Linked DNA regions of Rattus norvegicus: regions 2, 3, 4 and 5 are each linked to region 1. Evidence: chromatin contacts called from public Hi-C data. All regions are on one chromosome and are shown on one strand. The core of a region is the stretch at or near the end of the contact, and the rest is flanking DNA. Distances in the headings are between cores, read along the strand shown.

What was found. Hi-C and Micro-C count contacts between places; a contact is called where the count stands out from the background.
Region 2: a contact with region 1 is called in a Hi-C map of liver, with 14 times the contacts expected there. The contact joins two enhancer-like sites. A contact is called at or near these places in 3 of 12 Hi-C or Micro-C datasets (kidney and liver).
Region 3: a Hi-C map of liver shows a contact between it and region 1, with 4 times the contacts expected there. The contact joins two enhancer-like sites. A contact is called at or near these places in 3 of 12 Hi-C or Micro-C datasets (kidney and liver).
Region 4: a Hi-C map of liver shows a contact between it and region 1, with 6 times the contacts expected there. The contact joins two enhancer-like sites. A contact is called at or near these places in 2 of 12 Hi-C or Micro-C datasets (both in liver).
Region 5: a contact with region 1 is called in a Hi-C map of liver, with 9 times the contacts expected there. The contact joins two enhancer-like sites. A contact is called at or near these places in 4 of 12 Hi-C or Micro-C datasets (hepatocytes, kidney and liver).

The regions. Positions count from the first base shown.
Region 1 is chr17:13,361,764-13,365,553 of GRCr8, forward strand. No RefSeq gene overlaps it. Among named protein-coding and RNA genes, the nearest start is that of Gadd45g, 170 kb to the right of the region's middle. Within about 2 kb of position 1,833, at least 9 of the 93 cell types and tissues checked have an H3K27ac peak or open chromatin away from gene starts, as enhancers often do. A contact at or near this core is called in liver, where this site is marked.
Region 2 is chr17:13,163,247-13,167,036 of GRCr8, forward strand. No RefSeq gene overlaps it. Among named protein-coding and RNA genes, the nearest start is that of Diras2, 260 kb to the left of the region's middle. Within about 2 kb of position 2,000, at least 17 of the 93 cell types and tissues checked have an H3K27ac peak or open chromatin away from gene starts, as enhancers often do. A contact at or near this core is called in liver, where this site is marked.
Region 3 is chr17:13,198,402-13,202,191 of GRCr8, forward strand. No RefSeq gene overlaps it. Among named protein-coding and RNA genes, the nearest start is that of Diras2, 290 kb to the left of the region's middle. Within about 2 kb of position 1,845, at least 10 of the 93 cell types and tissues checked have an H3K27ac peak or open chromatin away from gene starts, as enhancers often do. A contact at or near this core is called in liver, where this site is marked.
Region 4 is chr17:13,502,103-13,505,892 of GRCr8, forward strand. No RefSeq gene overlaps it. Among named protein-coding and RNA genes, the nearest start is that of Gadd45g, 26 kb to the right of the region's middle. Within about 2 kb of position 1,594, at least 14 of the 93 cell types and tissues checked have an H3K27ac peak or open chromatin away from gene starts, as enhancers often do. A contact at or near this core is called in liver, where this site is marked.
Region 5 is chr17:13,229,737-13,233,526 of GRCr8, forward strand. It overlaps LOC102555869 (a long non-coding RNA gene), which reads right to left. Exons shown (of 4, transcript XR_010059393.1): 2 at 2,251-3,790. Among named protein-coding and RNA genes, the nearest start is that of Gadd45g, 300 kb to the right of the region's middle. Within about 2 kb of position 2,140, at least 6 of the 93 cell types and tissues checked have an H3K27ac peak or open chromatin away from gene starts, as enhancers often do. A contact at or near this core is called in liver, where this site is marked.

The DNA of each region.
Region 1 (3,790 bases), core at 583-3,082:
GCACAGACACCAGAGGCACTGGCTGCATGGGCGGTCAGCTAAAAGGCGGACACTTTACAAGATGCCTTTGTTTCAGATGCCAGATCTGAACTCAGGCCTCCTCAGGCCATCTGCACTTGTGACAAGCTGGCTGCAAAGTCGAGTTCTCACACTGTCCCCAGCTTGGTCATTTGCTGGAATGACGCAAAACACTGGGAGCACCGAGCCACTCTCGTACATAGTCTGTCCTGCAAGGTACAATCCAAATGAAGTCTCAGAGTCTCAGAGTCTCAAATAAGAAGCTCCTGAGTTCCTGGGATTTGTCACCTTCCTGGCTCATTAATGTACGACCAACCCAGGAAGCTAACCTGAGTGTCGCGTGTCCAATTTCCCCTGGAATCTCATATGAACCTGTGGCTGACTGGATCAATGGCTATGCCGAACGTAATCTCCACACCCCCCCCTTCTATCCTCTTGCATAATCTGCAAGGGCAGACCACTAACCTCAATGCTCTAACTTTCAACCACAATGTTGGCCATTCTGGCATGACTGGCCCTTTTCTCCTCATCAGAAGCTGACCCTGCCGCTGTGTTTGCGAGCCTCCAGAACCATAAGCCAATATCAACCTTTTCACTTACAAATTGCCCAGCCTGGAGTGTTGTCTAACAGCACCAGAAAATTGACTAAGGGGATAGAGAACCAATGACTGTTCAGTTCTGCGCACACGCACGCGTGCACACACACACACACACACACACACACACACACACACACACACAATCACTCACAGAAGAGGCCCAATGGGAACTGAGCTGAAGGTGTAACTCCACTAGACGAGAATTCTAACCCTTCCAGTAACTCATATTGAAACAGAAACTCAGATCAGCCAAATGTCTCTGGCCCTCACTTTTCTTATCCATCAAATACACTTAGGAAGAATGTCTGTGCCACTGGGAAGTTGGTGGCATAGAGGTTACGGCCTTCACGATGGGTCAATGACATTCTGCAGGCTTTGTTGCTCAGTCTTCTCTGGACACAAACTTTTTTATTTTCTGATGCAAACTGGGCACGAGTTTAAGGGAACATTGACTCAGAAGCCAGTGACAGGCACCTTTCCCCAGGGACCTGACCCCTTTGGAGCTTCCCATGCTCACCCCGTGCCCCCCAAACCATGATGCAATCATGGGAAACCAAGCGCTTTGCCAGTCACACAACGGTCCCTGCTGCCAGCACTAGGTCACTGAAGCCACGGGATCTGGTTTTCCAAGAAGAGGCCAGCCAGGCAGCAGGGGCAAACACTAGGAATGGAAACAGGCAGAAGCTTGTCAGTGTTTTCACACAGGAGAGACAAGGCTGCAAGGCTTGGGGTGCCAAGCTAAACAGACACACAAGCAACCTGCTCCTGCATGCTCCCGACACTTTAGCCCGGCTCAAGGGGGAGAGAGGAGAGAGAGAGAGAGAGAGAGAGAGAGAGAGAGAGAGAGAGAGAGAGAGAGAGAGAGAAATGAATTTCTATCATTCCCTTAGCCTCAGTCCACTTAAGGCCTCGGCTGCAGAGGCATTTCAGGACAGCGCAGCCTCGGGGCAAGGGAGACGTCAGGCAGGGCTGGGGTGGAAGAGTGGGAAAGGGAGAAAGCAAGCATTAATCCGCTAAGAAGCAGGGTAGTCACATCCTTGCTCTTCTTGGATCATCTTTTTTCAAAACCTAAAAACAATGCAATGCAAACCCCAGGGTTGCTACTGCTGCAGACGCCTGTGTTTGATTTCCACCGCTTCTCTAAGGGAACATCAAAGCGCTGACACTGACCTTGCTATTCCTCCTGGGATAGGGTGAGCACCACACACATCCAGGCACACAGCCAGCCACGATTGAAAACAGCATCTCGCTGTCTGCTCCTGCCTACTCCTTCATCCTGCGCTCCTAGGGACTCTACACCCAGAAGGGCATCCAGGACACTCTTCCGGCCTCACAAGCGTACCCCTCCTGCAGTCCCGGCTCTTTGGAGCAAAGCGGCTTCGGCTTCGTGACAGATTGAAAGCGGCACATGAAACGGCCCCTTCAAAGGGAGAGGGTGTCTCTAACGAGCTTTTGAAAGACGCACGGCCTCACCCCACAGAAGGAAGCAGCGGCCACCCAGGCTCTGCAGACGGGCTCTGCACTCAGAGCCACGTTCCCTGAGCTGCTGTTGTAGCAGGAATTCTCAGAAGCGTATCCATCTACCTACCATCCTCCTCAGAGTCCACAGAGGGCAGGAACGGCTGCTACGGGAACTGGGCGCACTTTGGCTCCAGCTCCATTCTAACTGCCACCTTTCAGCTCGGTATCTCTGGGTGTGATCTCATTATAGGTGTGTGTGTGTGTGTGTGTGTGTGTGTGTGTGTGTGTGTGTGTGTGTACAAACACTGTACACTTACGTACACGTGCATGTGGAGGCCCAAAGTGTCCTTCCTCCAGCATCGTCTACCCTGATATTTGAGACAAAGTCTTCGTGTTGTTTTTTGTTTGTTTGTCACATTGACATGAACTACAGTCCTCTGGGCAGGGAGCCTCACCTGAGACGTTGCCTGCCATGGGCTGACCCATGGGCATCAAGCCAGTGGCAGCATTCCCTTGCAGTCGCTGCCTCAAGGCCTTGCCTTGAACTCCTGTTTTGGCTTCCCTGGATGATAGTCTCTACCCTGCAAGCCACATTAAAAAACCCCATCCTCCTCCAAATAGCTTTCAGCCATTGCGTTGTCACAGCAACAGAAACTAAATTACAACGGTCTCTTGCTGGCCTCGACTCACCGAGTAGGCTGCGCTGGTGGACCAGCAAGTTCCAGGAATCGGCTGCCTCTCTTCCTCCCCAATAGTGGGACAGACATAGCAGGTCCTGACACAGCTTGGCTTTCTCAACATGCATTGTAGGGGTTGAATTCAGGCCCTCAATCTCACAAGGAAAGTAATGGTTATATCCCTGGAAACCCCCTGCTATTATCTTCCTGGCCTTATTGTAACTGTGTCTCTTAGGACCTAGGCTGCCCTTAAGCTTGATATGTAACCAAGTATGGCCTTGAACTCCTGATCCTGCTGTCTCTGCCTCCCCTTGGCAGCCACACTGGCAACTCTCATTCACTTGGGAAACCCACCCAGCTGAGTGGTCACCTCAAACCACAGGGAGTGCCAAGCACTTTCACAGCGGCGGAGATGAAAAGGCCTACACCAGATCAAGCATAGCATGCGGTCCAATGGGAGAGCGTGTGCCTAACGAAGATTGTCACAGAGCACTGCCTTGTTCAGAGGCCCATCGCAGAGTTGGCAAAGGGAACCTCTCTTTCCATATTTGGCCAGACCTGCGGTTGACAGAACACATGCTACTATTTTGAAATAAATAGGGTGTTATTTTGGTATGTCTGTCATTGGTCTTCTGTTCCATGGCTGATATCAAACGCTCCTAAATGCCCATGTAGAAATATTAAGTCAAATACTGGTGATTTAGGAATGCAGTTCTTCATCTGTTGCCGTTGAAGGCAGATGTGTTCTCCCCGTTTAAGACCAAATCAGGCATTTGTCAGTTCTCTTGGCCAACAGATAAGTCATCAGATTCTCATTGCACAATGAAAAGGATCTCAGAGGATCGATCGCAAGGTCTTCTGCATAACATGCATCTGTAAGTGGGCCTGGTCCCCTGAAAGTGACCTGGGGGACACCAGACTCAACCTGGAGTTAGAGGTTTAAGTTGGAGACACACGGCATTTTATAAAGTCTCGGGTGCCCACAATATCCCAATCCGTCCTGTATTTCAGAGGGCCATTTTATTTAGATGAGAG
Region 2 (3,790 bases), core at 750-3,249, 200 kb before region 1:
CAGAGATAAATGGCAAAGGCTGTTCCAAAGCTAATCTGCTGTCCCCCGCCCCCCGTCCCCCTCGTGTTTTTGAGTTGTTCATTTGAAAAGCGCAATTACCTGTCATCATGGAAGAATCTTGAAATGACAACACTTAACAGGAGCCGGAGCAAAAGAAACCTAAGAAAGCACAGATCTTCAACATCAAACAGAAGGGAATCCTCATGGCCATGCTGTACAGTCTTACATGTCAACCATGAGTAAACAAGGCTCTGCTTGTCACTCTGTCCTTTGTGACACATGCCGTCCTCTTGACTTAGAAATCTTCAAAGCAATGGTGCCCTACCACAGGAAAAAAAAAAGAAAAGAAAAAAAGAAAGAAAAGAAACAAAGATCACAAGTAACAGCAAAGTGTGGCTCTAAATCCCTCTCTGAGCCTTCAATTAAAGGAGGAGGCCGTCTGGACGACCGAGCCTACAAGTTCTGCATGAGGTCATGGGAGGAGAGCAAGGCAGAACTCATTTCTGACCGTGTTGAGCAGCCTGCTCCCTGGTGGGAGAATAAATCCCTGCTCCTCAGATGCACTCCCAGAACAGACCCTGTGCACATCCAAAAGACCAGGATCCCACGATGTCAGAAAACTGCTACGGGCCACATCACAGGGTGCCTGTGCCTAGCGGCGCTCACCATCCAATGTGGTCCGATTTCACCTCAGAGTCAGAGATGGGAAGTCAATGAGGCAACTCACAGCTCCGGGGTGAAAGGTGGTTGGTTCTAGATTTGTGAGCATGGTCTAAGTTCCAGATCCTCCTACACCCTTCTTCCCTCCCTCCCCACTTCCTCTCCCTTCCCCCTACCCTCTCTCTTTCTGTGAGAAGGTAGGGTGAGAGGGGGATGGGGATTCTAGGGACTAAACTTAGATCCTCATGCACTTTACTGGCTGAGCCCTTGCCCCATACTGTTCCTAGATTTTTTTTTTTTAATTAAAGGATGAGCGCACATTTTACAGTAGAATGGTATTTCACGAGAGGTGAAAACTTCGTGAAGTGTGCACTTTATACTCTTTCTAGGAAGCTCTGTTGGAACTTAGTCCTTTGGAGAAGAGCAGCTGTAGAAACCTTTGGGCCCAGAGGACTGACGATGTTTATCACCTGGGTCTTTACTGACAAAGATTGTCCTGGACCCCGCCCACTGCAGATCACAGAATTCAGTGGTGGTGGGCCATCTATCGCCAGGTTCTCAGAGAGTCTAGAAGCATGCTCAGGTCTTTCAGGCAGGTTTCCCCATTTGTCTGAAAGCCCCAGTTATAAGACATCACTACACATGTAATTTCCCGCTTCCCACCTCAGTCTGGAGGTGGGAAGTCTGGAGGCTTGTCCCATACCTCCCCGCCAAAACGTCTGGATATCTCCTGGGGTCTCTACTTAGGTAAAGATGTCTTCCTAGGAGACACACACACACACACACACACACACACACACACACCCCTACCTGTACACACTCATACCCTGTGATTTATAGAGCTTAAGAAACTGGAAGAAACATCCTGTTACATAAAGGTTGTGTGAGATATGTCAAAATACAACAGCCTTTTCCCTAAATGAAACCTTCCGGTTCTCTGGGCTTGAAAAGTAAGCAGTTGCTCTTTGTCCAAGATATTGACAACTTGGAACTTGTTCATCCACATTTGAACCTCTGGGGGGCGGTAGACGTTCACAGTTGAAATGATACTGTGGGTTTTGTGAGTGTGTGTGCGTGTGTGTGCGCGCGCGTGCGCGTGCACGCTCCTTAAGGTGTGTGTGCATGCACACACGTCTGCAGTGTCTATGTGTGTGTACCCACACGTGTGTATACATGTGTATTTATGTGCCAGTGCGCAGACAGGTGTGTCCGCAGGGTGATATATGTAGCAGCGTGTGTGACGAATTACAGTTGTCCCTGTGTGTGCTTGTGTGTGGAGCAAAGGCAGGTCAGGTGGTGGGTGGCCTCAGAGCTACAAGCAGCCAGTAAGCTGAACTGACTCAGTTCAGGAGAGCCAGAAAGATCATGGCTTCTAGCCAGCGCCATGCTGGTCAGAGCCAGATGCCTGGCAGTAAGGCAGACTGAACAGCAGAACCCAGGAAAGTGCTCTCCCTGGCTGCCCCTTCCTGCCTTCTATTCTCCTTCTGAAACTGTGGCCTTTCCTCTCTGGAATGCCCTTTTCATCCAGAGATATTGGTGGGGGGGGGGGCGAGGCTGGGTGTCTTCTATATCTTGGGTCACAGATCCTCCAGCTGTTTGCAGAGAGATAGCAGACCCTCAGCTGAGATCTAGTCGGACCACCTACCCTGGGCAGGAACAATGCAATAGCCGCAGCGGGTGGAGCTGTCCCCAAGCGCCTCTGCTGGAGACTGTCTGTGGTGATTACTTTGTTGAGCTTCTTCTGAGAAGACAATGGAAAAATGGGGCTTTAATCCTTTCTCATCTGGGCCATCTGATAAGAATGTCCGGGAAAGGGGTTGAAAAGGAAGTTTGCAGATTGCATTGAGCAGAAGAAAGGGAGGGTCCGGCAGCCCCCGGGTGCTGGCTTCTGTAGGGACCTGTGGAGCCCCTCCTTCATTCTTGTGTAGCATCAGGCTGCACTGCCTACTTGGAGAGCAGGAGGAGAATTAAAGAAGCATGGAGGCTTTGCATTCTAAAGTGTGGGTGTGCCTCTACTGCTGTCCTTGGCAGTGCTGAAGTTTTCCTGCCTTGGCCTCCTTTGCTATGAGAGACCAGCTCAGCTTGTGCTCATTCCCTTTAATGGTCCTGGGAGCTCAGACTGCACCCAGGCTCTGGACAGTGGAGGTGGTCCCACCCAGTCCCACCCAGTGGCCTCTCTTGCTTGCAGGAGTTTCTTGGCAGCCTTAGGCTGCTAGCTGGGACCTAGGGGCCTTGCAGAAGGTGAGGCAAGGTGACCATCCCTAGCCCTGACAGTTGGGTGTCAACACTTGCTGTTTGGGATGGGAACACGGAGAAACTTGCCCCAGGGTGGCCTCTGAGTCCTATTCCTACTCGTTTATTTATCTGGGAGCCAGGGAGACAGCCTGAGCTGGGGCGCACTGTTCCCACAGTGGCCTTTGACCTTGGAACAACCTGTTGCTGCCAGCGTCTGTGTAGCTCAGCCCGAGGGACATGGGAGTATCCCTTTGCAGGCTGGAAAAAGTAGGGGGGGGGGTGTCACCTTGACTGTGCAATGCCTCTTGGTGCTTGGATGCTCCTAGTGAACTTGACCTCTGTCCTTAATTATTTGCGTCATGACGAGACATATCCAGTTTCTTCTCACCCAGCCTCGGCCTACAGTGAGAGCTTCCTGTTTGTTTAAGTGCACGGAACAATTCCTACTAAGCTCCACGTTCTATTTTAAGTGAAAAAGGAGTTTCCTTTGCCAGAAAGGCAGCTCAGCTTCTGTTATCGTCTCCCCAAAGGCTGCCCAAGTCTTAACCAAGGTAGCCAGGAAAGGTTTCTTAAAAGAGTCAGCTGTCTGCAGAAACCATTTTCACGGAGTGACCAGACCTGATCTGGAATATTCCCTTGTGCAATGGGAGAATGTGTTATCTTCCCCCCAAATTGCTATTTCCAAGGATGAGCCATTGTTGAATCGAGACAGTTCTGTTCTTGCTGCTCAGCCTACATGGTTACCAGACCATGCTCCTCCCAACCATGCCTGCTCTAAGGAAGACAGTGGGTGAGTTGTCCTCTGGTATAGGTATACACAGCTGGGATGCATGCAGGCCTCCACATCTTCAGACAAATCATATTATCATATTGACATATAAATGCTGAGTACATG
Region 3 (3,790 bases), core at 595-3,094, 160 kb before region 1:
CCATGACCTGACATGTCACTCAAAGAAAATGGTAGCAGTGAAAGGCAGAGAACGGGGTATGTGATCCTGTCAGGAAGAACGAGGAAGTCCTTACTCAAGTCTATCGCCAGGGTCCGGACTGGAAGCTTAGGCATAAATAGAATTCAAGAAGCATGCATAAGTAAACAGCCAGGTCAGGGTGTGGTCCTGCCCAGTATCACCCCATCACTATTTCAGCTCCAGTTCTCCTCAAGATGATCTGGCAAGGGATCGAAACTGTGTGGCCTTTCTTCTTGGGAGGCAAATCCCTCCTCCAATCAACACCAAGCTTCCACCTTTTTTTTTTTTTTTTTTTGCTTCCTGCATGGGATTCTAAGGAAGAGTCCAGTTGTTGGGGCTCCTCTGTTTCAATAGTCTGATACAGCAGGCATTTCTTTCCCGAGCACCCCCTGCCTGATGTAACAGTTACAACTGTTCCCTGTTGGGACTGAGTTCTGATATCACTGAGCCTGGAGCCTGAACTGCATCCTCCCGTAACAATGTATCTTCCCGAGCGGATCACATGACAGGTGACTTGCTTTGCAAACTCTGACTGCGTCATTTTGGGAAGGTCCAGGCCCAGGGTCTGTATGAGTAGCTGCTGCTGAATAAGTTTCTTCGCAAATGCCTGTGTGCATGCACGCAGTTGGCAGATGACACCAAGGACTGCTCTGGGCGAGTGGTATCTTTTGTTCCTGGGATTTGGAGGTTTCCGGGAAGCTAGGACTCAGAGCACTGGGGGTTAGAGGCTCCTGTTGTAGAAGATGCAGCTGAAAATGTATATTAGTCTGTTTCCTGTCGCTGTACCCCAAATTCTGAAGCTTGCAAAAGGAGGCTTAGTTGGCCTTCAATCCTGATACTCGAGTATGTGGTCCTGATGTCTCTGGTGAGGGATTTTTGGCTCCATCTCAACATGATAAGGAAAAAAAAAAAAAAAAAAAAAAAAAAAAACGAGACAAGAGGGAGAGATCACGTGACCAAACCTAAAGCCAGAGGGATTCAAAAGTCAGCTTCCTCTTCACAGCCATTTGTTCCCATGACAACTAATGAGTCCTGAGAGGACAGACAATTCCTTTGGAGGGAAGAACCACCATGAATGTCACCCAATAGGGTTAGCGGTTGTGACGTCACCAGTCATGGCTGCCCCTCTTAAAGGTCCCACAGTCTCAATACCGCCACACTTGGTGGCACCAAGTATCCACCACACGAGTCTTGGTGTAATCATTCAAACCGCATTAAAGCTATGGTAATGGATGAGCAATCTGGAAGGATCCAGGTCCTGTTCAGGTCTATGTTAGTGGTAAAGCTGTTATTTTGAGTGTTTAAAAGAGGTAAAGGAAAACAGGGACAAGAAAAGTCTTGCGGAGCTGTGCCACAGGAACCTCTCAACAGGACATGACAACTGGCAGGCAGGAGCAGAGCTGGCAGGATTGTCCCCATTGTCCAGGCAGGGTACAGCTGGCCTTATGTCAATAGCTAAGCCTTCCTACACATAACAGAGTCCAAGGGGTGCTGTCGTCACACAGCCTTGGCTGCTGGAGCTAGTGGAGCGATTGGAGACTGGCTGCTGGGTAATCCAGCTTCTCATTTCTCACCTGCAGGGAGAACTGGGCCCCTGCACTTACAGCCATGTAGCACTGGTTGGAATAATTCCTTGGAACTGCTTCGAGGCCGACTCACCAGCAGCATGACACTAAGGTCCCACAGGGAAAATGACCTACAGACGGAAGCTTAGAATCTGGGTCTGAGTGAGCAAATACGGCTCACTGGAAGACAGAGACCTGGAATGTGGAACAGGCCAGGCCAGCTGGGGCAGGATGTGGCCAGGAAGCCAACATCAGGGAGGGGAGCCAGATCCTGGCAGGCAACAGGCCCAGCATGGTCCGGGTGCCCTCAGCTCAAGGCAGCAAGACCTCAGAGGAGAACTGTGATACCCAGCTTTGGATGGAACCCCTGGTGTCTTTGTTGGGTGTAAGTAGTGGATGAGGATTCTTGATAAAGACTATATTTTATTGGGAAAAAATTCTTTGCTTTTCTGACAGAACACTCATCAACAATAACAAGGCTACATTTTATCTTGTGGAAGGGAGGCTCCTTCGACTTGGGATTTCCGGTGTGGGCCCACACCTAGTTTATAAGGTGCCAGGGTTCAAACTTCATGAATAGGGAAGCTAAGCAAACTTCCTATCCATTGAACTGCATCCTTAGCCTTTAAAAAAGATGTTTATTTGTTGTTATACATGTGTTGGTATGGATATAATACATCTGTGCATGTGCCCTGGGAGGCCAGAAGAGGGCATGGGATCCCCTGGAGCTGGAGTTACATAGAGAAGAGGACATCTAACTCCTTGGAGCTGGAGTTACATTGAGTAATACAAAGTTGCCAGCCACCCCACAGGGGTGCTAGGAATCAGACTCAGGTCTTCTGCAAAAGCCTACATGTTCATAAAGGCTGAGCCAAATCTCTTTAGTCCTGCCTTACCTCTAGGTTATTTTTAAGCCAGTAATGTTGACTGGCTCCTCCTGCCAAAAATGGGCGGAGACCTGAGAAAGGAAGTTCCCTTTCTCGGGGAGGGAGTTGGTCCTTGTCTATTCTTGTACCAATAGGTAGCTTTGGGCAGGAGAGATAGCTTGAAGCACGGTGTTCCCAGAATACGAGCCTGTCCGCATTGTCCAGTACAAGGAGGGCAAGTCAAGACAGAGCCAGTAAGTCCTCAGTAGGGTGGCAGCCTGTCTCAGGGCAAGGCAGACCGCATGAAGCAACATGGCCTCCACAACCCCAAACAGAGTTGCAATCTAAAAGACATAAACACCACTAGGAGTGGCCCAGGTGAGATGCTTATCTCTCCTCCGCAAACAAACAGCTCACAGTGGCTGACACCCTCCACACTCAGCATCATCGAGGTAGTCCAGCAGGTGGCTGGCGGGAGGGTTCTCAGCCTTCAACTCCCCCAAACAAACCAGTGGCCAGCATGGAAGACCCACTACTGGGAAGCTATCACCTCCTGGGAGAGAAAGATGTGTCTCGGACACCTTCATACCAAGAGAGCCACTGGGGTCACTGCTCTCAGCGGTTCTCATTATTACGACAACAACGACATTGCTGATGATAATAAACATAAAACTAAAACTAAACCCCACAGCCCCACAGCCACTGTTGTAGCCTTGCACAATGACAGCCAGATATTGTTTATCCTCAGTCTCCATAGTCTGGGCGCTTTGCACAAATATTTACTGAGTGTCATAGGGACGTAGATAAAGACTTAATTTCCTACCCTCGAGGGGCCCATGGTCTAATGGGCAGGTGGACTTGTAAACAAACAGTTTCAACACAGTGCCAAGATGTGGAGCAAAACACAGGTGGGGCAGAGTAGGGCACAGGGAGGGACCGCCTGGGTCTGTCTATAGGAGGGTGCATGGGGTTCTAGGGAAAGATAGGAGGTCCTAGGGGCTGTTGTAATATTCCAAGCAGTGGAATAGCACCTGCAGCCAGACTTTTGGCTACTTCGGGGGTTCCTTTGACTCCCACCCTTCTTCACCCCATTCTATCTTTCCAACCCCCCCCAACACCAGGTAGAAGAGAAAAAAGACTAGAGGGGGAAGGGGGTGTCAATATCCTTAGACTACTTCCTATTGATTAGGGGTATCAAGTCTCTTGCGGCAAATTTTCTCTTCGCCGTCAGGATATCTAATTTCTCATCTTGTTGAGCACGACCACTTGACAAACCACAGCAACCGGCAACCGGCAACCAGCAACCACCACCAGCCACCA
Region 4 (3,790 bases), core at 344-2,843, 140 kb after region 1:
ACTAACCTGGCTTTCCTGAACCATCAGGGCATCTGAATATAGCACAACCAGGCTGGAAGCAAGGGCCTCCCTTCTCCTCACTCCCCATGCCCATCCATAGTCTGATGCTCAATCCTCGCCATCCACTTGACTGAATGTCACCATGGAGACAAACCCCCAGGCATGTACTTGGATTTTCTTGGTTTGCTTTACTCAGACGGGAAGACTCATCTTCCTCCTTTTTGAAGCCATGCAGTATTCCATAAAGGCCTGCCTGCTGGCTTCCAGTATCCTCCCCTGCCCAGACCAGCCAGGGGCCTGGCCTACCACTGTCTGTGCACAAAGCTGCAATGGACATCCTGTGGGTGCCTGGCATGGGAACCACTGAATCAGCACATCTGCTCTGATGAGCACCCCGGGGTTCACGTCTGCTGTCCCTCTGGCCCCAGCAGTAATGTCAGAAGGTGACAACTTCCATAAACTGACCTCCTGGGGTTGTCAATCTTCAAACACTGTACCCTTGTAACACATGGAAACTCCCAGTAGGGACTTTCATCTCCGTGTACCTGACTCCCCTCACCTGAGCTGCACTCCATGGGACCTTGGCCTCTGCCTCTGTTTGTATAATCTTTGCCTCTGTTTCTTTCTGTTTTGCATCCCTTTATTGCAAACAGTTATATTGTTGTCCTAATCATTGGTGCTTCACAGGGAAGGCGGACCTCCTTCCACTCCCTCCACCCCATCCCCGTTCCCGTTGTTCCTTGGCTACGACACATTGTATCCTATTGCTTTAAGTCTTAAGTAGCATATTTGTTCTTCGCCAGGGTCACTTATCAGTCCCTCCAGATGTTCCTTTCTACTTTCTGGTCTTGGTTAAAGGTCAAATCGTCTTCTCCAAGTCACTTAGCCAAGGCCTAAGATTGCACCTGTAGAAACACACAGCTATTTGGATGCTTTGTTTGTTTGTCTGTTACTTGTCTGTCTGTCTTCCTATGTGTCAATTCCAGCTTCCCTTCCATGGCAGGCAAGCGCTCTCTACCAGGTACCCAAGGCTCTCTGCCCTTCTGGAAGCAGCTGTCTCCCTGGCAAGGCTGCAATCCCATGGCACCTGGCTGCAAACCTGGCCTCTTCCTCCTTCCTCTTCTGGATCCCCATCTCCAGGAAGACTGCCATCTGAGTCCAACGGTTCCTGGGAATGTCTCTCTTATTTTTGGCACGTTGCTGAGTTTTCTGAAAAGAAACTGGCTGTGTTGGCCTGGGGTTGCAGGCCAAAGGTGTCTGAGCACCCCACTGAGCAGTGTTCTCCAATGTTTACGGGAACTGCTGAGGAGTCTCCTGGTGGTCCTGAGATGCTCCCCCGACAAGTGTGTGGGAATCTGGTGAATACTGTCCAGTTGGCCGGGCTGAAGAATCACTCACGGAGATTGATGTCCCTGGGCAGAGCAGATGGCCCAGGCTGGCAAACTAAGGAAGTGTGTCTGCATGGGAAGGAGTTGCCAGAGCCGGCTCCCACTGACCTCTTTGAATGGAAGCTTCCAAGGCTCCTGGGAGCCTCAACTCAAGACTGCACTAGGAGCTAGCTGCCTGAGGCCAATGGGCAAAGCAGGACTTCAGCCAATGCCTGCTGAATTCCAAGTGGGCCAGAGGACACCTAATCAGGTCCAGCGGGGAGGCGAGCTTGGTCTCACCCCGGGGAAAGCCACATGACAAGGAGAGTAACCTCGGGGTGCTATACGCAGTAGGATAGGACCAACCAAAGGCTGCCTTGATAGTGGGATTTCCTGGAGCCCCATTGGAGCAGGTCCAGCATCTGCCAGACCTAGAGAGCCCTACAGGAGACCAGGCCCAGCCCCTCTGGAAGTTGCCCAGACACCGGAGCCCAAAAACATCAGGAGAAAGCTATAGTGTACAACTAAAACCATACCAGTCACCCAGGGCAGGATGGTAACACAACGGTCATCCCCTGTCTCTGAGCAAACAACAAGCATGAGTTTGACACACAGCCTAAGGGACTGCAAGGACTCATGTTGGGATCTCACAGAATGCACAACTTTATCGGCTACATAAGAAACCCCATGTGGGACCTAGGGGAGGTCCTCATGCATGTGACTGACCCATATAGATATCCAGGCTGGTCTTTCTGAGGACACAGAAACAGGCTGGTCTTTCTGACCCACTGTTCATATGACTTCAGACCTCCAGAGAGTCTGTCATGGACAAGAAGGGATCTATAAGGAAAGCTAAAGAGTGTTCAGAGGAAAAGAAAGCTGGATACTGCCCAATGGGACCGCACTGAGCCTTCAACCCTACCCAATCTCCTGTATCTCCCTACCCGCTCCCAGAGTACACTTCAGTCTCTTGGGGTTCTTTGCTCTAGACAGTCTGAAGCATTAACCTTTCCCCAGAATTGAGCCATGTACCACTGGGCTACTAGAGAGGTCAACAGGCAGGCACCATCCTCATCTCTAGGGCACTGGGCAGTCCTTCACCATGACGTCATCTGGGCACATGCTCATGGCATCACGAATGGCTTTGCTGAAAGCCTCTTAGCTTGGGCTGCAGCCAAATATGCCAGAGTGCACGCTGGCAGGCAAGCCCAGTGACCCGGTGGAAAGGGTTACCCACAAGAGCTTCGGCTCTGCTTGAAGCTAAAACAGCACACACCTAAAAACAAGGACAGTTTATCACCATGCTGCACTGAGCTCCAGAGAAAGGACTTACCATTGTTGGGGAATCTACCCGCCATGTAAGGGTGTGAAAATCATGGAGTCCGAAGGCGTGGGATACCTACTCTGCTTTCTCCTCATGCAATAGATTAGTTACCCTTATCCATGTGTCTAGGGTAACTGTGGTAGATTGAGTATGCTTGGGCCAGGGAGTGGCACACTTAGGAGGTGTGGCCTTGTAGTGGGTGTGGCCTTGTTGGAGGAAGTGTATTACTGTGGGATGGGCTTTAAGACCCTCTTCCTAGCTTCCTGGAAGCCAGTCTTCTCCTGCCTGCCCTTGGCTCAAGATGTAGACCTCTCAGCGCCTTCTCCACCACCATGTCTGCCTACATACTGCCATGCTTCCTGCCTTGATGATAATGGACGGAACCTCTCAACCAATTAAATGCTGTCCTCTATTTGCTTTGGTCATGATGGTGTGACTTCACAACAATGGAAACTGTAACCAAGACAGTGACCATCCAGTGCCTGTCACCTAAAATGAATGTTAGTTAAACCCCAATGGGCCGTGTCCTCCTCAACGTTGACTCCCAAGTCGAGAAGAATGTCGCCACTGGATATGGTTTTGGGGTTTTCTTTCGCCAATAATATCCATGTCCAACCACAGGGGAGCTGACATGGGGCCTCTTAAGCATCCCTGAGCCCCTCCACTCCCAGACTGTAGCCACCAGTAGGCTTCCAGCTTTCCCAAGGACATCTTCTGACCCCCCAAACCCCCAAATCCTATATTATCCAGCCCAGGCACCCAGCACACAGAAATCTCTCAAATGCCTAAAACAGAATCAGCCCATGTGGCTGCTAAGTGCCCATTGAGAACAAACAGAATGTGTTTTCAGAGTGTTCCACGGAGACCTCCAATGCTTACAAGTACCGTAAGGGAAAAGCCCTTGGAGAACCCTGAAAGAACGTAGCCCACTAGTTCCTGTGCTAAGATCTTCAGTAAGTCCGTATGCTTGAGGTCTATGCCCCTTACCTACCCCTCCTTGAGTGCTAAGGGTGCCACAAGGTGCATGAGGGAGGGGACAGGTGGATTCATACTTTTCATGCTGGGAATGCTGTTGGTGTCTGGGAGAAATAAATGGGAT
Region 5 (3,790 bases), core at 890-3,389, 130 kb before region 1:
GATATCAGTTTGACTATGTCTGGAAAAAAACTACAATCCAGAAATGAAGGGAATACCTGGGAGACATTATTTTTGCTTGGGTGAATCTACTTCTAGTCCAGACCTTTGAAGTGGAAAGATACTCACCTTTGATCTGGATCTTGAGGCAGGAAGACACAACTATAGTCTGGGCCACACCTGCTGGAAGCCTTTATAAGTTTCATGGAAGAAGGAAGCTTTTGTTCTTTGCCTGCTTGCTCTTGCCTTGCTAGCAAGTCCATTCCTTCATTGACATTAGAGCCTACTTCTCTGGAACACTAGCATCTATTGAGGACCAATTGAGAATTGGAAACTGAGCAACTATTGGGTTCTTGGGCTTTCCATTCAGTCTGCCACTGTTGAATTAACTGGATCATAGTCTGTAAGTGATTCTAATAAATTACACACACACACACACACACACACACACAGAGAGAGAGAGAGAGAGAGAGAGAGAGAGAGAGAGAGAGAGAGAGAGGGTGGGGACAGGAAGAGAGAGGTTCTTTCTACAAATTCTGCTACTCTGGAGAACCCTAACTAATTCACCCTACCATGGGCTGTCTGGGAACTGTCCGTCTGTTTGGTCCTTGCCACCAAAGTCAGGCATGGTGGTACATGCTTTTAATCCCAGCATTCAGGAGGCAAAGGCAGATTGATCTTTATACACTTGAGGCCCATCTGGCCCACAGTGAGTTCTAAGTCAGCTAAGACTTTGAATCAAAAAAAAAAAAAAGAAGAAGAAGAAGAAGAAGAACAAACAGAACAATAACAAAACAAACCCTTCCAAGAACGTGAGTCCTTTCTGCGTTTATCCAGGGCTGGATCTCTCGTGCCTGGAAGAAAGAGCCCCAAATCCCATTCAGGCATCTTTCTTTTCCTTTAGGTATTTAAGCTTGTCCCAAAGACACACAGTCCAGGCTTCTCAGGATCTCCACTGTGGACCTGTAACTAGTGCCCCAGAGGCTTCGGCCCACCCCAATCCTTGCAAACACGTGCAGAGATGGACACTCCCATTCATCTGAGGCTTAGTCTAGGTCTGTAATTTCAATTTCCTGAAGAAGGAAAGAGGCCATGAGACCCTCAGTCTACCCTCTTGTGCATAGCTAAGGTCTACACCCATCCGATTAGCAGCCCAGCCATGCACTCTTCGGTGTGAGAGCCCTGTCAGCCAAGGGAGATGGAGCCTGAGAGGCTCTTTCTCTCAGCCAATTGAACTCCGAGACCCCTGCAGCTGCAGGTCCTGAGACATAGGACTCTTTAGCTCCATACCATGAATCTAGGGGTTTGTCGCTCTCCACTGACCCATCTCCCAAGGCCCCTGTAGTCTTGTACAAATCTCTGAAAGTTTGTGCCTGAGCCTGAAGGAGGCTGAGTAGTTCTGCCTGGACCTTGCAACTTGTTTTATTTCCAGTGCCGGGGATTGAACTCAGGACCTCATGCAGGTGCTCTAAGGCCATCCTCAGCACCTAAGAGCCACAGATGTAAAGGACAGAGGGACCCTGGGTAGAGCACAGCATCCCAGGTCATCATTTCCCTCTGGCTTCTGTTACTCTGACATCTGTACTTCTGGGTCTGACTCTCACCCTCATTATTTGGAGACCCAGCTTCCCCACATTTCCTCCAAGTCTCTCTGTAAGAGGAATGAACAGCACAAATCAGTAGGCCCACAGTGATAGGTCAGGAGATTGTGTGTCAGGTCTGCAAACAGTTTACTGATTTACATTCTGGGGTCTTTCAGGTCTCCTCTGAACACGTGTCGCTTTCACTTTGAGAAAGAAAACTGTACAGCCCGGCACCACTCAAGTTAAACCTTGTTAGGAAGCCCCAAGAGTACTCTAGGAGTGTGGGTCTTAAAGCCCCAAAGCCGGTGGAAGAACATGGGCTTCGAGCCAACAAAAATAGTACATTTTGCTATTTTAAGTCTTTCCCCCTTCTTCAGTATAGTGATGAGTGGTACTCAGATGAAGTTTTTGTTTACCAAAAGTTCCTCCCAGAATAGAAACTGCCCGCAATATTTTTCTTGGGGAGGACATTTAGTCGGCCATGGTGTTTAGAGCTAATGCTGCCTGTTCTACAAAGTAGAGCCTGGTGTCACCTCTGGACTCTGCCAGAGGAGGCAAGGACTTGGTTCCTAACCAACCTTGGGACTTTCAGCTCTCAGCTCTCTAGAATGCTTCAGTACCGCCTGGTCTAAGCGGGTGTTTTGTTTCTTTGGTTTGATTTGTTACTTACAGCTTGGGCAAACCGTCCGACTTCTTCCCTCCATGCTAGCAGAAGCCAGCAGAATGAGAATTACGACAGGGTCCCATGGCGAGGATAGAATTTCCAACAAGCCAGTCTTTGAGGAGGGTGACCCATCTAGAGATGACAAATGGTCAGTCCCAAAGGCAGCAGCTGGCCCCACTGTAAATCCAGGTTCAGGGTCCTTTAAAACACACACCTGTTGCAGGGGAGTCCCTGCAGCAAGCCCACAGCTGTGGGTGGCGTTTGCAGCCCGCCTATGTCAACACGCACGGTGGGGCTGGTCAAAGGGCTGCGTGCCTGCGTGCGAATCTGAGGACGAACGTGTTTTATGACAGCATCTGCTGCCCAGCAGAAAAACACTCCTTGTGATTTAATAGGATCGCTGCGAATCATAACAGCAAAACATTCATTTGGCAGAACCCACAGACTCTTACCCAGCTCTTGCCAGGTTTCTATGGTGATGATGTGCATTGTAAGTGCAGAACAAGCACTGATTCACGGTGTCCAGCAGAGGCGACAGTCTCCTCCACCCTCCTGCGTGCTTGCCACAGGCTGCAGTGGCTTCGATGCTAAAAGTGTACCCTGGAGTAAGATCTAGTCCCTTTGCATTCTCCATCCCCCGGAGAGGAGCAGATCATGCATGCAGATCAAAGCAAACAGAGATGCTAGCAGGGCATTGGGCTGGACCAAATAAATGGTACCATCTATCTGTTCAGCTGCCGCTGGTCTACGCTCACTGTTCTTATCCTTGCCCTTCTTATTAACGTTGTTGGGGAAGCATACCGAAGCTCATGGGTGGAGATCATAGGACAACCTCCGCTGGTCCTATTAAACCACACAGGGCCTTTTTGTCTGAGACACTCTTATTGTTCCCTGCTGCACATTCCAAGGCTAGCCGGCCCTCAAGCCTCTGTGGATTCTTGTCTTAGTTTCCCATCTCACCGTAAGAATGCTGGGCTCGCAGATGTGTGTGCTACCATGGTCATCTGGCCCCACCGAGGCACCTTCCAGTCCTGTTAGCATTTTTGCAAGGTTAATTTCCAGATGGAAAGCTGTACTAAGGAATTTGTTCTACAAGGGAATTTCAGACCCATTTCTATGTACGTTGTGATCCAGTCTAGGACAACCTTGCAAACAGGGTTAACAAATCCCTGCCAAGATCTGGTGTGAAACCATTCAGGTCTCATCTGCCACTTGCAAAATCCTGGGAAACCGGCTATTTTGTCTAGAAGAAGCAAGTGCTGGGCCAGCAGCAGACCCTGGTTAACAGCTCTGTTTTGGACACTATATGGCATCCCAGCCACGTGATGGGTTCTTAGCTTTGCTTCCAGGGCTTCCGTTGTGCGACAGCTACTATGGATTCTTCTTCTCTGTCACAGATGGGTCCTGTATAGCTTCCGGGTCATCCCCGGCCTCTGAAACATCCCTGGATACCTTTGAAATATCTAATCACCAACATGACTTTATTAATAATAACACTAAAAGACCCATTTTTTATTTTTAAAAAAAATGAAGTTCCTCTCTCTCT